Regions from separate parts of the Oryctolagus cuniculus genome. Here region 2 is linked to region 1. Evidence: chromatin contacts called from public Hi-C data. All regions are on one chromosome and are shown on one strand. Each heading gives the region's core, a stretch centred on a gene start, on an enhancer-like site or on the middle of the called end of the contact. The rest is flanking DNA. Distances are from core to core; before and after follow the strand shown. Region 1 has its middle 82 kb from the start of IL12B. Region 2 holds the start of ADRA1B (adrenoceptor alpha 1B).

Region 1 (3,019 bases), core at 265-2,764:
TTACACCCTGTGTGTCACTATTTACCTCACACAGTTCCTGCGAGGCTCTGGGTTGGCAGTGTGAGTGCCCTTTGAAAGCAAGGTCTTATTTAATATCCATTATTCTCAGGCTTATTAATAATAAGAAGGAACAGGCTGCGTGCCAGAGATCATTGAGTAGATTTGCAGGGCTGCAGGATTGAGGCCACAGAGAGAATTGAAAAGGAATGAGATTGGTTGAGAAATATATAAAGGGGGGTAGACAGGAGGGAGGGGGCTGGAGACCATAAAGGCTGGGAGTTTGCGTCTACCAGGATGAATAAAGCGGGGAGGGGTGCTGTGGGTTTTGGAGCTGGAGGAGGTGAACTAAATAAATCCATTCTGGTGGCCAAATTCTTAGAAGCCACACAAGAGAAGGAAGCAAAGAATATAGCTCTGGTCAGCTCGCAGTGCAGCTGCACAGAAGAGAGGCTGGGCGTCCCCCAGGTGACCTTGGCCCATCAGGGCTGCAGCTCTGCTGACAGGTCTTGGAGGCTGCACCAGGCCTGACAGCTTGGAGGCGGGGCAGGGGAGGGGAGCAGCTGTTGCTGGGTTTGTCCACCAGGCCAACTCTGCTGCCCTGCATAACCTGGGCTCGGCCACTGGGAGTGGGAACAGAAGCCCCCAGACCTAGGAGGAGGAGCAGTAGCAAATCTGGCAGGACAGAGACAGGAGGGCTGGCCAGGAAAAGTGAAGAACTGGGCAGCCCAGAGGGCACCAGAGGCCTGCAGAGCCCTGCCGAGTTCAAGGGCAGCAGACCTCAGTAACAGGCCATTGCCTCCCCGCAGGGCTGCAGTTCTCATTGCTGCTGTCCAGCTGTCCTAAAGAAGCTGCCAGTCCTGGGTTTCCAAGATGGAATCTGTCACCTGCAGGAAAACAAAGTCTACTGGGCCAACAATGCTGATGAAGAGCAGAAACCTCTGCAGGCTGGCAGGATGTGTCTGGTGGCTGCGTAGTGGGGTTGCTCCTCTGCCATCCCATTTGATGCTGCACAACCCCACCACACCCCACACCCCTTCCAGGAGAGGCGGAGAAGCTATTGCACTGCTTGGTGAAGGACCCTGCATACTCACCTAACCACCCTGCATTTTTAACCACTGCAGGTAACCAAGCATGTGATAAAATATCAGCTTGTGATAGTGGCATGAATAACGGTAAGGAGAGAGGAGAAAAAGGAGAGGGAGAGAGAGGGAGCAATGGAGGGAGGGAGGAAGAGAGAGAGAGAGAGAGAGAGATTGATTTTTTGCTTGGATGACCAGCAGAGGCCTCTCCAGTCCTCTTCCTCCCCCACCCTCAGGGACTTAGCAACGTTTGCTGGGTTTCCAGGCCTCACTCTAGGTGCTAATGAGCAGCTGAGAGCTGGCTGAGTAGCAGCCTGATGGAAAGGATTTCCCCTCCACCCTTTCTATCCTTCGAAGCAGACTCAGCCCCAGCCAAAGGGAGCAGGTGCAAGGCTGAAACCCTGATTAAGTATTCCCATTTGCTTACACAGCTGTGAACAGTTGGCTGGCTGAGACTGCAGGGAGGAAAGGCACTGTGGCTGCAGGACAGCAGTGGATAGGGCAGGGGAGCTGGGGCTGGTGGCTCCAGGCTGTGGTTGGCTACCTCCCACTCAGACAGCCTTGCTCAGAGGGGAGTATACAGACATGAAGGACAAGTCAGGGCAGGTCCCACTGCCGCAGATAGAGCCCCCTCCCCTTGTTCTCCCTGCCTGCAATGTAACTATCAGACCGTTGTTCTTCCCGGAGTTGCAGTTTCCAAGGCAGAAAATTATGGAGATTTAAGGGCTATCTATCTCCGAGAGAAAGACCACATTCTCACTGGGATCCACAGACACTCATAGTATTCAGCCTGTGCACCTTAGGCTGGCTACATAATTTTGGGAGTCCTGGGCAAAATGACAAATTGGCCCACTGCGTCGTTGTTGTTGCTCTGAGTGCAGAATGACTGTCTTTTCGTTTTGGTTTCAAGATCACTCTATCTCCAGAGCTTGCCACTTGAGAGATGCTCAGTATTTTCTGTTGTTAGATAAAGGCACAGAGTTTGAGTCATGAAGTGGATGTATTTAGAGGCTGTCTCAGAACATTTATTAAGCTCTTACTGTGTGGCAGGCACTGGACTATGACAGTGGTTCTCACCCAGGCTGCAGGAGACAATCACCCCAGGAATCTGTAAAAGTCCCAGTCCCAGGCTCCATTCTGGACTGGTTACATCAGCGTCTTTCATGATGCCATGCTGCTTCCAGCATGCTGTCAAATTTGTGGAGAACAGCCACCCTTGTTCTCCAGGGTCAACGTGCATGTGAATAACCAGGCAGCTGGCTAACTGCTCAGATGCCCAGGGACATTTTCAGATTTTCTGAATCAATGAGTTTTGGAGGTGCAAGTCCTCAGGGACCAAAGTTTGCTGATACCAAAGTTTGAGAACCTGAATGATGGTGTTGAACCCTATGGCTGTGCCCATTTTACAGATAGGAAAAAAGGGATGAGGAGGTTTGCCCAAAGTAACAAGGTAGTAACTGTCAGGAAAGGGATTCAACCCAAGGATTCTGACAATGCGTGCTGGGATTACCTCTGTGACAAAAACCTAAGTCTGTGCCTGGTGTTGGTTGTAAAAACAAAACAATAGTAAGTACGATTAAAGGAAGGCATGTGCTATATAGGCAAGTGGGTTTGACCAGTTACCCGGTGAGGAACAGGGCCAGCCAGGAGGGGATGGAGTAGGGGCATGGGGGAGGGAACTGACCCCCACTTCTGCCTCCCCAGGGTCTCTGGGGCTTCAAGGAACCGAGTTGTTGATTCCAGGTCTGATTCTGCGTTAGCAAGTAAATCTCTAAGCCCCTGGGGTATCCCTCAGTTGTGGTGTTTAATACTTAATAGATTCCTAGGCAGTGATACCAAGCAAGCGCCCCAAGGCTGACTGGCTGGCTGGTTGCCTGGGTGCACCAGCCAGGAGAGAGGCGGTCTGTTGGCGCTATTTTTCCCGTAGAGTTGCGACCACT
Region 2 (3,019 bases), core at 133-2,632, 540 kb after region 1:
AGGTTGGGGTTGCGGGGTGGGAATGGGGGGTGGCAGCCCATACTTCTCCTAAGCACCATTCGCTCACTTCTGGGAGTGTGTCCATGTTGTCAAATACCCAACATAGTAAGGAAGAAAGAAAAAAGTTAGCCAAGGACCCAGATCCCAGAGACCCTCCTCTGAATCAGCCAACTGGCTGCTTCCCTTTACTCCTTCAGGTCTGCACTCAAAAGTAATGCAGACATCCCAAGCAGCTGTTTAAAAGTTCAGATCCCACCACCAGCACGCACACACACCCACTGCATCTCCCTCCCTGTGCTTTATTCTCATCCTAACACCTGTCTTCATGTGACTCACCCCTTAAAATTTGTTGATGTGTCTGCCTCCTCTCACCAGAATGCCTGCTCCTGGGAGGCGGGCATCTAAGTCGTTGGATTGCTAAACCCACAGCCCCTAGGAGGCAACAGGGTGGAGGGGCCGCGGGGGGGCAGCAGCGGGTACCAATTCACTGAATGAATGAGTTAGTGTCTGAGCGAATGAATGAAGCGGAGCCACAGTAGGGACAACGCAAGGGGGCTGATTATCTCGGATCATACTCTCACCTCTCCCACTCCCCTAACCCTGCGATGCTTCCTCTTTCAGGGGCCAGCCAAGTTGCACATCCCATTAAATCCGGGTCCTGATTCCAAGCAACCCCCTATTCAGAGGTAAGTCACCCCATCCCACTTTAGAAACCGAGGAGTGAATAGCAGGGAGAATAATCCCAGCGGGATTAGTCCTCCAGGTGGGTGACGGGGGATCCCCACGCCCGGCCCTGAGCCCCGCCCCCGCCCCGGGCCCGCCCCGGGCGCGGCTGGGGGCGCGGCCGGCCTCCCGCCGCGGCGTCGGGGCTGCGCGGGCCTTGGCTGGACCCGCATTGCCCCCTAGTGCCGCGCGGAGTCAGGGCGCCGGGCTCCCCCGCCTGATGTCACCGCCGTGCAGTCAGCCCAGAGGCGGCTCATTGACAGCAGACCCTCCTCGGCGCTCGCTGGGCGGAGGAGGCGCCGCGGTGCAGAGCCGCCGCGGGCCGGGCGCTGCCGCGCGCCCCTGCCCTGCCGCCCGCTCCCGCCAGCGCTCGCCCGCCGGCCCGGCGCGCCTGACGTGGACCATTAAACTTGGAGCTGCCGCCTCGTCCCCTCTCTCCTCCTCTTCTCCTCCTCCTCCGGCAGGCGAGCGAGCGGCTCAGTGCAGTCAGGGGACGTGCCGCCGCCGGGCTGCACTGCCCGGGGACATGACTTCTCACCAGGAGGGCGCCTTTGGGAAGAAGACCACGGGCAGAGCAAAGTTTCAGGGCAGCTGAGGAGCCTTCGCCGCAGCCCTTCCGAGCCCAATCACCCCCCTGGCTATGGAGGGCGGACTCTAAAATGAATCCCGACCTGGACACCGGCCACAACACATCAGCACCTGCCCACTGGGGAGAGTTGAAAAATGCCAACTTCACTGGTCCCAACCAGACCTCTAGCAACTCCTCTCTGCCCCAGCTGGACGTCACCAGGGCCATCTCCGTGGGCCTGGTGCTGGGCGCCTTCATCCTCTTCGCCATCGTGGGCAACATCCTTGTCATTCTGTCTGTGGCCTGCAATCGGCACCTGCGCACGCCCACCAACTACTTCATCGTCAACCTGGCCATCGCGGACCTGCTGCTGAGCTTCACCGTCCTGCCCTTCTCCGCTGCCCTGGAGGTGCTTGGCTACTGGGTGCTGGGGCGCATCTTCTGCGACATCTGGGCGGCCGTGGACGTCCTGTGCTGCACCGCATCCATCCTGAGCCTGTGTGCCATCTCCATCGATCGCTACATCGGAGTGCGCTACTCTCTCCAGTACCCCGCGCTGGTCACCAGGAGGAAGGCCATCTTGGCGCTCCTCAGTGTCTGGGTGTTGTCCACGGTCATCTCCATTGGGCCTCTGCTTGGCTGGAAGGAGCCGGCACCCAATGATGACAAGGAATGTGGGGTCACTGAAGAACCATTCTATGCTTTCTTCTCCTCTCTGGGCTCCTTCTACATCCCGCTGGCCGTCATTCTGGTCATGTACTGCCGCGTCTACATTGTGGCCAAGAGGACCACCAAGAACCTGGAGGCGGGAGTCATGAAAGAGATGTCCAATTCGAAGGAGCTGACCCTGAGGATCCACTCCAAGAACTTTCATGAGGACACCCTCAGCAGTACCAAGGCCAAGGGCCACAACCCCAGGAGTTCCATAGCTGTCAAACTTTTTAAGTTCTCCAGGGAAAAGAAAGCAGCCAAGACCTTGGGCATCGTGGTCGGTATGTTCATCTTGTGCTGGCTTCCCTTCTTCATCACCCTCCCACTCGGTAAGTTGGAGACTGGCAGAGGGCAAGTGGGCATCCTTGGAGCTCAGGTTTCCTGATGAGCTTGCTCTGGAGTTGTTGCTGTTGTTGTTGTTGAGGGTTTTGTTTTTTTGTGCAGTCTGTGTGTGTTTGGAGATTGGATACGGTTGTTTGTACAGCAAAGGCTTTGCAGATTAGGGAGCTGGCTCAAAACCAACTCAGGTGTTAGTGGAACACACTAAGGTCCCTAGCCACTTGAAATAGAAACACGGGAGGAAAATCTTGGATATGGAATGACTCACTCAACAGCCTTGGTTTAAAAATTTAAAAGGACAGTGGGCTTGAGCACCACACCAGCATTGTTATTTCGGTAGTAGGGATGTGTCGGCTAAGGCAGCATCACTAATGCAGCATACAGAATAGTTGTAGTTACTGCAGACGCGGCATTCGGGAGGCAGAGAGGCAGCTCATACACAGGCAGGCAGCGTTCATTCAGCAGTTCCAGGGCTCTTGCAGAGACCACACTCTTGAAGGGCTTTGCAGAGTCTGCACTGCAACCCCCATCCCGCCCTTCACCGCTGGCTACCACCTCCATGCACTGCCTTCGTTGTCACTTAACAACAGGGTTTCACAGCCACCGGGCTCCAGCCAGCCTATGACTTAGCCGAAGCTTCAGATTCGAGGGGAAAAATGACCAGAGGGTCACACACTC

The links. Hi-C and Micro-C count contacts between places; a contact is called where the count stands out from the background.
Region 2: a Hi-C map of an unstated tissue shows a contact between it and region 1, with 5 times the contacts expected there. The contact joins the promoter of ADRA1B here to the enhancer-like site in region 1. A contact is called at or near these places in 4 of 6 Hi-C or Micro-C datasets (ear pinna, embryonic fibroblasts, skin fibroblasts and 1 more).

Annotation. Positions count from the first base shown.
Region 1 is chr6:46,309,412-46,312,430 of mOryCun1.1, forward strand. No RefSeq gene overlaps it. Among named protein-coding and RNA genes, the nearest start is that of IL12B, 82 kb to the left of the region's middle. Within about 2 kb of position 1,515, at least 1 of the 8 cell types and tissues checked has an H3K27ac peak or open chromatin away from gene starts, as enhancers often do.
Region 2 is chr6:46,846,004-46,849,022 of mOryCun1.1, forward strand. ADRA1B (adrenoceptor alpha 1B) reads left to right here and starts at 1,383. Exons shown (of 2, transcript NM_001082062.1): 1 at 1,383-2,331. The coding sequence starts at 1,383.